Regions from separate parts of the Mus musculus genome. Here region 1 is linked to region 2. Evidence: chromatin contacts called from public Hi-C data. All regions are on one chromosome and are shown on one strand. Each heading gives the region's core, a stretch centred on a gene start, on an enhancer-like site or on the middle of the called end of the contact. The rest is flanking DNA. Distances are from core to core; before and after follow the strand shown.

The links. A called contact is a pair of places that touch in the nucleus more often than the background predicts.
Region 1: a contact with region 2 is called in a Hi-C map of bone marrow-derived macrophages, with 6 times the contacts expected there. The contact joins two enhancer-like sites. A contact is called at or near these places in 8 of 484 Hi-C or Micro-C datasets (bone marrow-derived macrophages, embryonic stem cells, macrophages and 1 more), 6 of 115 datasets of contacts at active chromatin or transcription factors (embryonic stem cells and stem cell-derived epiblast-like cells) and 1 of 9 other capture datasets (embryonic stem cells).

The regions. Positions count from the first base shown.
Region 1 is chr15:39,815,243-39,820,175 of GRCm38.p6, reverse strand. The region is part of intron 7 of Dpys (dihydropyrimidinase); the gene reads left to right. Among named protein-coding and RNA genes, the nearest start is that of Gm16291, 21 kb to the right of the region's middle. Within about 2 kb of position 2,940, at least 69 of the 459 cell types and tissues checked have an H3K27ac peak or open chromatin away from gene starts, as enhancers often do. A contact at or near this core is called in bone marrow-derived macrophages, where this site is marked.
Region 2 is chr15:39,608,293-39,612,783 of GRCm38.p6, reverse strand. All of the region lies in intron 21 of Rims2 (regulating synaptic membrane exocytosis 2), which reads right to left. Among named protein-coding and RNA genes, the nearest start is that of Dcstamp, 140 kb to the left of the region's middle. Within about 2 kb of position 1,388, at least 7 of the 459 cell types and tissues checked have an H3K27ac peak or open chromatin away from gene starts, as enhancers often do. A contact at or near this core is called in bone marrow-derived macrophages, where this site is marked.

The sequences.
Region 1 (4,933 bases), core at 1,691-4,190, 210 kb before region 2:
TCTGTGTGAATTTTTTCTCTCATACACCATACGAATTTTGCACTAACATGCAAAATTTGTAGACTATGGAGAAAAAAGAGAGGGGATTGTTGGAGAGGAGGCTTCATGGAATAAGGGATTGGATGATCATTTAAACAACGAGAAAGAATGGTTTGCATAGTTCACATACAAAAGGAGAAGCAGGAGTATCTAGGTTGATGCCAACACCCGCGTTCTCTATTCTTGGCCTGCTTATTATGAGAAAGGTACTCAGTTGGACTCTCTATTCCCAGTCAAAATGTATGCAGATGACCTAGCTGGGACATTTCTGATGCACTACAATATTTTTAGCCTGGCTGCACACACCATCCTCAGCTCTCTACTGTCCTTAGAGATGGAGAATTGCTCTCCATCATCACCTCCTACCTCTTCCTACCCTGCACACTGAATCCTAGTGAGTTCTGCACACCGGCTCACAGTGCCGTGGCATAGTCTTCCTTTACTTTCTGATAATGTTGAGGTGCATTTTTAAAAAGGAATAAGGGTTCCGATGATGGCAGAGAAAACCCCCTTGGTCCCCACAGCCTTATCCCACTATTGTCAACTGATAGAGTGCCACTACTGTCAGAGTCGATGAACTACTATTGCTATATCAGTAGCTAGAGCCCATCCTTCATTCAGGTTTGCTTAGCTCTTACCCAGCATTCATTTCTGTTCCAGGATCCCGTAGTAGATTTCATCAACATGTGTCCTGAGGCTGCCTGAGGTGGGACAATTTCTCTGCCTTTGCTTTTAATCTCTTTGCCAGTGTTAAGGAATCATATTCAAGTCTTTTGGAGAATGTCGTCATTGTGCTTTTCTTTCTGACGTTTTTTTCTCCTTCCTAGCCACAGGTTTCGGAAACAAATAATACAAAAGCCTCACTTTGCATTAGTCATGAAGAGTGAATGTGGCAGATGTGGTGCCACACAGTTGATGCTGTGCTGGGTACCTGGCTGGTGCAGTCTTTGCCAGGCATAGCTATGCGCCAGCATCTGCCCCTTCTGTATGGCACGCTTGGAGAGGAAGTTGCTGCATACAAGGCAAACTTAAGAAGTGAGGTGCTATGCCCTAGGCTTATGTTTGAAAAGGTACTTTGGAACTTGAGCTTGGTCAAGCTCAGCCCAGTAGCATGTCGGAGAATGTGGTTGGGCAAAGTGGAAGAGAGCGGCCTTCCACATGGCTCAGGAGGCAGGAGGGATTTGGCAGTGGCTGGGAGACACTGGGAAGATTGCCTTCAGTGACAGCTGTGCTTCGGAGGAAGTCAAGGGGGGCATCCCCTCACTCTGCTCTTTTTTTTTAATTCTTTTTTTTTAATTAGGTATTTTCCTCGTTTACATTTTCAATGTTATTCCAAAGGTCCCCCATACCCACCCCCCAACCCCCTACCCCCCCTCCCCCTTTTTGGCCCTGGCGTTCCCCTGTACTGGGGCATATAAAGTTTGCTCTTAATTATTGTACAGGATCCTTCAATAGTAACAGGATGCAGAGATGTATCCGTAAAAATGAGATTTTTCCAAGCGTGAGAGAGGATGCCCTGCTGGACTCCTTTCGTTCTCTTGAAGCAGACTTTGACTTCTGAGGCTGAGAGCTGTTTCTCAAGCAGAAGTAGCTGGAGCGTGAAGAGAACTGCTCTCCTGTTGTGCTCTCAAACGCACTCTGGGCTGTTTCGCCTTGGAGACAGGTTCTGAGAGTCCAGGCTATACTGGTCCTTCCTTTGGTCCAGGAAGAGGAGAGGGAATATAAGATGAGATAGTTTACTCTCAGAAGGGATGTGTTAAAAATACCGTTTGACAGCCACCAAACCCAGACACTATTGCATATGCCAGCAAGATTTTGCTGACAGGACCCTGATATAGCTGTCTCCTGTGAGGCTATGCCAGTGCCTGGCAAATACAGAAGTGGATGCTCACAGTCATCTATTGGATGGAACACAGGACCCCCAATGGAGGAGCTAGAGAAAGTACCCAAGGAGCTGAAGGGGTCTGCAACCCTATAGGAGGAACAACAATGTGAACTAACCAGTACCTCTCATTGTTGTGTCTCTAGTTGCATATGTAGAAGAAGATGGCCTAGTTGGCCATCATTGGGAGGAGAGGCCCCTTGGTCTTGCAAACTTTATATGCCCCAGCACAGGGGAACGCCAGGGCCAAGAAGTGGAAGTGAGTGGGTAGGGGAGCAGGGTGGGGGGGGGAGGGGTATAGGGGACTTTTGGGATAGCATTTGAAATGTAAATGAAGAAAATACCTAATAAAAAATTTTAAAAAAATGAAGCCGGGCGTGGTGGCACACGACTTTAATCCCAGCACTCGGAAGACAGAGGCAGGAGGATTTCTGAGTTCGAGGACAGCCTGGTCTACAAAGTGAGTTCCAGGACAGCCAGGGCTATACAGAGAAACCCTGGCTCGAAAAACAAAAAACAAACAAACAAAAATACTGTTTGAGAGGTTCAGAGCAGAGCGGTCCTGCATGAGGCCAGAGGGAGGTGTACTGTCACGTCACGTGGGATGAGAGTGGGCAGAGGATCCGTACCCGAGAGTCGAACTGAAGCTGAGGCAGAGTAAACTCAAGCACGGGGGAGGAGCAGGCGTCCAGGCTGCCTGAAGAAAGAAGAGAAGGCAGCCAGATGGCCTCCAATGTGAATTGTGTCTGTCATAGACTGAGCTGAATGTTCACAAAGTTAGCCTTGTGGAAAAGAATTATTTAATCAAGGGAAGAAATGGATTTATCCTACGATGGTGATTTTAACATTAGTTACAGTCCAGTGTTATATATGATTTCTGTTTTAACATATAATTAGACACTAGATGTTTTACTGCAAAATTCCTCAAATGCTTTTAGCATAAATGACAGAAGACGGCAATGTGCATTGAATCCCATATCCTGAAGGGGGCGCCCACAACCCGCACTGGGCTGCCCGATCTGCTGGTTATGTAAGGAGGCAGCCTCCTGAGAGAGGAAGCGATTGCTAACGCTCTGGGGGCTACATGGTACCTAGATGTTTCTGTGTGTTTGTTATTCCTGTTGGTTATTAACGGCACGTAGAAAACAGTGTGCTTGCCACATAGCCTGCTGCCCTAAAACCGGGTTTCATTAATGTCACCAAAGGAGGTCAGGAGAAAGAAAAGCCGGGCATCCACACTTTTCTCCTTCTGCTGCTTGTTTTGTAAATCTATAGAAGCTGCATGGTTCCAAGAGTGAGGCACTGACATCAGTGTGCTGATGGATCTCGAGAGAGGACTGGGAGTGGGCGTATGAGGGGAAAGGTAGGAAATCCTGATGAAAGATGACCTTAGACATAACAAGCCTGTAAAGAAAAAGTCCCTGCAAAACCAACTGCAATACCTCCTCTGTGTCATTGCACATTTAAAAAAAAAAAAAGGCTGCATTTAGTGCAAAGAGAACATTATCAACTTTTTTTTTTCTGCTTTGGAAATGAAGAGTCCCCTGTATTCAGTTTGACAGCTCATTGAGCCTGTGTCTATCTCTTGTGACAGAAGTGTGTGCCCTGTGCTTCACTGCTCCGGTCAAAGCTTTAGAGTTAAGGACATAGCCCTTTATCTAGTTGTTTGGCCTTTTTTGGGGTAGAATATTCTGGTACTTAGCTTATAGAGAAGAAATCAAGAGTGTGGGTTTCATGTGATATTGAAACAGAATTTTAAGGTGTCATATGGTTGAAACAGAGATCAGTCAAAATGGCCAACCTGTTAAAACTCTGATCAGAGAAAGGGGAATGTGAGCTGCCTGCAGGTCTGCAGGAGCAGCAGCAACTCGTGGTCTGGCAATTTAAGGCTCTCCTTTGAGCTCTGGTTCTTTGGTATTCATTAAAGAGCACTTAGTTACTATGGAAACTGTCCCTTTTCTGTATTTATGAGCTACAGGGCATCTCACAGCATCTCAAGCATACCAGCACAGCTGACTACTGTGTGCATTGAAACATTTGATGAAGACTTCTAGCCGCTCTGTATTCTGCAGAGGAGGCATATTTTTGTTTCCAGTTATTTGGGGTTTATTATTTTTTTTAAACTCAATTACAGCAAGCTTTGACCTTGCATTCACCATTCTGGAAGGCATTGTGCTGCCTCTCCTGCTTAATTTCCGTCCTTTTCTCAGTGTAGATAGAGATAAACGAATTTAACTTTGTATTCAGTGAAGAGTAATGACTTGAAGATTATGAATGTGCCCCTGGGTTCTGCCTAGGAACCTTTGTATGAAATTGAGCAGGAGAGGGATGGTTCTCTAAGGGACATGGAGCAATAGGGAGTAAAAAGCATCATGAACCAAACAGTGAAGCTTAGGGTGTGTACATAGGGTCATATCATCAGGGAGAGCTTCAAAGAGACCGCTTGGCATTTTCCTTGGAGAAAACTAGATAACTCATTGTGTGCTATCTAATTTCTGAACTGTAATTCTTGTCTTCTTCCTCCAAAGAAGTATATGCATACACATGAGAGTGCACACACACCACACACACATGCACAAGCACATACATAAGCACACCTAAGTACACACACAAGCACACACACAAGCATACACACACCACACACACAAGCATACACACACCACACACACAAGCACACACACACCAAACACAGACAAGCACACACACAAGCACACACACAAGCATACACACACCACACACACACACACACACCACACATATACCACACACATAAGCGTACACACACAGAGAGAAGCACACACACACACCACACACAAGCACACACATAAGCATACACACACCACAACACACCACACACACAAGCACACATACCACACACACACACCACATACACACCACGCACACAGCACACACACAAGCATACACACTCCACACACTCAAGCACACACACAAGCATACACACAAGCATTTACACACCACACACACACCACACACACAAGCACACACACACAC
Region 2 (4,491 bases), core at 139-2,638:
TAGAATAGAATAGAATAGAATAGAACAGAACAGAACAGAATAGAATAAGTTAGGAGAGGCATAAGGAAAGAGCAAGCAGGGACCAACAGTAAATTTTCTTTACCTAAGTGCAAAGGCAGTGAACCTCTGCTCATTCCCTGAGTTAACGACCATGGCTTTCCAGCCATTCCTGTGCTGTTATTAAACTGAAATGATTAATTTCAGGGTCCTCAGTTCCAGACAAAGTTTCCATATTTTTAAATATGGCTTTTGTTTTTCCTAAGTTTTGGTTTTAGAAAATGCCAACTTTACATATTTTGTGGTTTTAAGGTATGGAATATAAAATTGTCAATAGAAATGATCAGTTTTACAATGAAATTATAATTGTTAAGGTGCATTATGAAACAAAATTAAAAATCTAGTATTATTGGAGGAAAGTAATATGTCTTCCCCACAAAGTATCTGTAAATATTGTCCAAAAAATCCATACATATAAAGATTTGTGAGTATATTAAATCAAATATATCAATTGATAAGTTTAAAGAATACAGCTAAGTGGCTTAGTCTCAGAATTACCATTTAACACCACTGCAAATAAGAAGTCTTCACATGAGAACAAATGTTTTATCATGTGTACCTCCGAGAAGTGAGGAGAAATGTAAAGACTTAGTGAGTAGTGTATTTTATGGAAGGCCCAGCAGCAGAAACTGCGGAGTGTAGAAAGGGCAGCTGAGCAAAGACACACAGTGAACAAAATGCAAGTGGGTCTAGCTAACCTCCTGGGCATTATCAGCTGGCAAGGCACAGCTTGATAATAGGTTTATATGTATAGGTATATGTGTGTGTTTGTGTTTGTGTGTGTGTATAAAAATAAAACAAGAGGAAAGAATTCTTGATTTCAACTCTCAGCATATCCAGAAACCCTGATAAAATCAAGCATGGAAGAAACTCTCTCTGAAGTATAGAGAAAAATTCTTACAGTAATTCTTAGATTTTAGTTATGATAAAAGCTTAAAGTTTAAGGTTTAATATTATTGGACTGATCATCTCCTTAAAATCTATTTTGTAGTGGGTGTATGGCTGGCTTTGTGCTCTGCATGGGAGCTGTAGCAGAGAATGCCCTTGTTTTCATGATCCTTCCATTTATGATTCCATGGGGCAAGATATAAATGAATGATCATATCAACCAGTGGTATGAGATGAGGAAAAATACACATAATATAGGCAATGATGATCTAGAAAGTTTAGGTGAAAATTTAGGAAGATTTCTCTGAAGAGGAGATAATTAAGCTGAACCCTGAATAATGACACTATGAGAACACAGACTACACAGGTTGTTCTACCAGAAGACTTGGGGATCTAGTGCTAGTATTTGATCTCTGAGATCATAAATACCCTCTTTAAAGAGACCTTTCTTTTTAAAGGCTAAATCAGTAAAGAATTAGGAATACCCTACAGTTGAACACTTACAATTATTTAAAATTAGTCTATATGTTAATCTCATATTTTTGAATTTATAAAAATTCAAAATAGAATTTATATTATGAAAATATAATTTAATTCCTTAAACTATTAGAAAAATACATCCTCTCTACCATGATTGTAAACAGTTATTTAACAAAAATAACATGAACTTGTGATTCATATTAGTTCCTCATGGCTCACTTCCTTTCTTCTTCTTCCTTTCCTTACTATTTTTGGCACTGAGGTCATCCTGGCTTGACTACTTACATGACCCTATGCCATGAAATGAGGTAATTCACTGGTCTCAGACTCCTGAGTTGCTAGACCACTGTTCCTGGGAGTGGTCATGTTTGCCAACTATTTACTTTGGCCATTCTTAGATGACAACTTCCAATATCATCTATTATATTGGATATATTTTCCCAGATGCCATCTGTGTTCTTTCACTAGGTAGGTAGGTAGGTAGGCAGGCAGGCAGGCAGGCAGGCAGGCAGGCAGGCAGGCAGGCAGGCAGGTAGATAGGTAGGTAGGTAGGCAGGCAGGTAGGTAGGTAGATAGGTAGGTCTATAGACAGATCAGCTCCAAAGGACAAATCCTGGGCCAAGAAGGTGGCTCGGTTAGGTAAGTGCCTAAGGACCTGAGAACACACATATGAGCTGGACATTGGTAGTGTGAATCTGGGGTTGGTGACTGGTGGAGACAGGTGGATCCCTGAGCTCATTGGGAAGCTTTCCTAGATGAACTGATGAGAAAGAAACACTGTCTCAAAAAAGAAAAAAGAAAAAAAGAAAGAGGAGGAAAGCAGTAGAGAGAAGCACTTGATTTTGGCCTTTGGTCCACACACATATATGCACAGAAGCATGTACCTACACACAAAACACAAGCATACCACACTCTCACAACACTACATTTAATATTTTCATATTTGAATAAGAAGTGTCATTGTTCTCATTCATTGTTAACTTAAGGACAAAGTTTATGAGTTAGAATTTTAAAATGTTTTTATTATGACATATCTTATAAGCACTGTATTTTTGTATTAGCTAATACTTTATTATCCTTAGAGACATGACTTAATTTTCTCTGTTCTTCCTTGAATAATTGGCCATCACACATTTCTTATGCAGCTAGTTTCGACTGTGGCTAACATCTTGGCGAGAATTAACTGATTCCTTTAGCGAATACCTCCATGCACCTACTTGAGGTCAGGTCCCAAGGGAATGAGTGGGGGCTGAACTGGTGTCTGTGCTCCATGGTCCTGCACAAGAGGGCTGAAACTGAAGGGAACAAACAATGTTTTGTTTTGTTTTCCACTCAAACAGAGTTTCCTCTAGTCAGCCCATTCGAAGCAAATGTTTATTTCTAACAATCTATGCAGAAGAACGTCTTTCTCTAATGTGTATAGACTCCATTTGGGCCTCTGGTAGTTGTGGCTCTGCAGTGAGGAAAAAAAAGACCAATGAGTCATTATATAGAGCATGTATTAAGTGACTGAAACACTTAGAGGTTCACTCTAAGTTTCCTCCAAGAAACACCCAGAGAGAAGACACACAAGACTCAGCACTAAAAGATTTTACTGCTGGGAGACTTGAAAATAAGAGATCAACAAAGCTTTTAATGAACATATGTGTTGAATCATGGATAAGAATGATGATACACAGGGAAGAGAATATTATAAATAATGACAAAAGCGAGAGAACATGGCACAGTTTAAAGATGAATTACACAGTGCCATAGGAAAGTCCTTATCTTATAAATGCGTTATGTCTCTAGAGGACAAAGATTTTGTCTAGAGGACAAGGAGTGGGAGTTAGGAAATAATCAACATAGAAACTGACATCATCTCCTGACCGAGAGGTCCTGGAGGGAGCTGGACTCTCAGGTCAAATGCTTAGGGTACTTGTCCAGGCTAAAAAGATGAGTCAATAAATATTTGAACAGGAAAGCGCACACGAAGACAGGAGTATGACTGAAGCAGGCCAGCTAACAGTCTAAGCAGGGAATATGCAAAAGGCCCAGCAGACTACTCAATGAACACAGAAGGGGAGGAAGAAGAGACCTGACTAAAGGGAAGAGAAATAGGTTCTCAGAGACTTGAAAATTGCAATAGTGATAAACTCCACAGAAGGCAAAAGAAGAATATCGTTCATGAAAGTAGTCAAAAGTTGCAAAAATGTCAGTTGGAATAACTTTTTTTAAAGGCATACTGAGCTGGTAGCTTTGAAAGTACACTGACTTTGAAAGGGGCGGGGGGCGGGGGGGTACGTATTCAACTAGAGATATTTCAATTTCCAAGGAGCTAAGCAAGGATTTTGAAATAAAGAAAGGGGAAGCTATGATGGTAGAGAAGTCTAGAAGACTAAATGCTACAGAGAATGAGCTAGTCAGTTCCCCATGATATCAAAAAGAGAGAACAGTTACTAAAATAAGGATTCCTGCTACTTTGTTAACTTTTAGACAAAGTTGAAGAACTTTAAGCAAATGAAAAATAAAGTTAAAAACTGTTATCAAAAGTTACAGTCCCACCTTGGGGATACATCATGACTGCAGACACCAAACCCAATACTGTTGCCGTGGTCAAGAGGCGCTTGCGGAGAGGAACCAATTGAGGCAGTTCCTGGGGAAGTCCGGCCAGCAACTGACCAATCCAGAGGCGGATGCTTGGAGCCAACCATCAGGGTGAACACAGGCAACCTGGTGGGCGAGCTGGCAGAAGGACTAGAGAAGCAGAGGGGGATTGAAACCCCATTGGAAGAACAACAGACTGGCCTGACTACCCAGTTCTCCCAGAGACTAGACCACAAACCAAGAAGTGTACCTGGAGGGATCTATGGCTCCAGATATATATGTAGCAGAGGATGGCCTTGCCTGACAGCAATGAGAGGGGAGGCCTTTGGTCCCGGGGAGGTTTGATGCCCCAGAGTAGGGGGATGCTGGAATGGTGGGGTGGGAGAGTGTGGGTGGGTGGGAGAGCACTCTCATACTGGCAAAAGGAAGGGGGGAGGGCAGATATGGTATGGGGGGGGGCGAGGGGTAACCAGGAAGTGG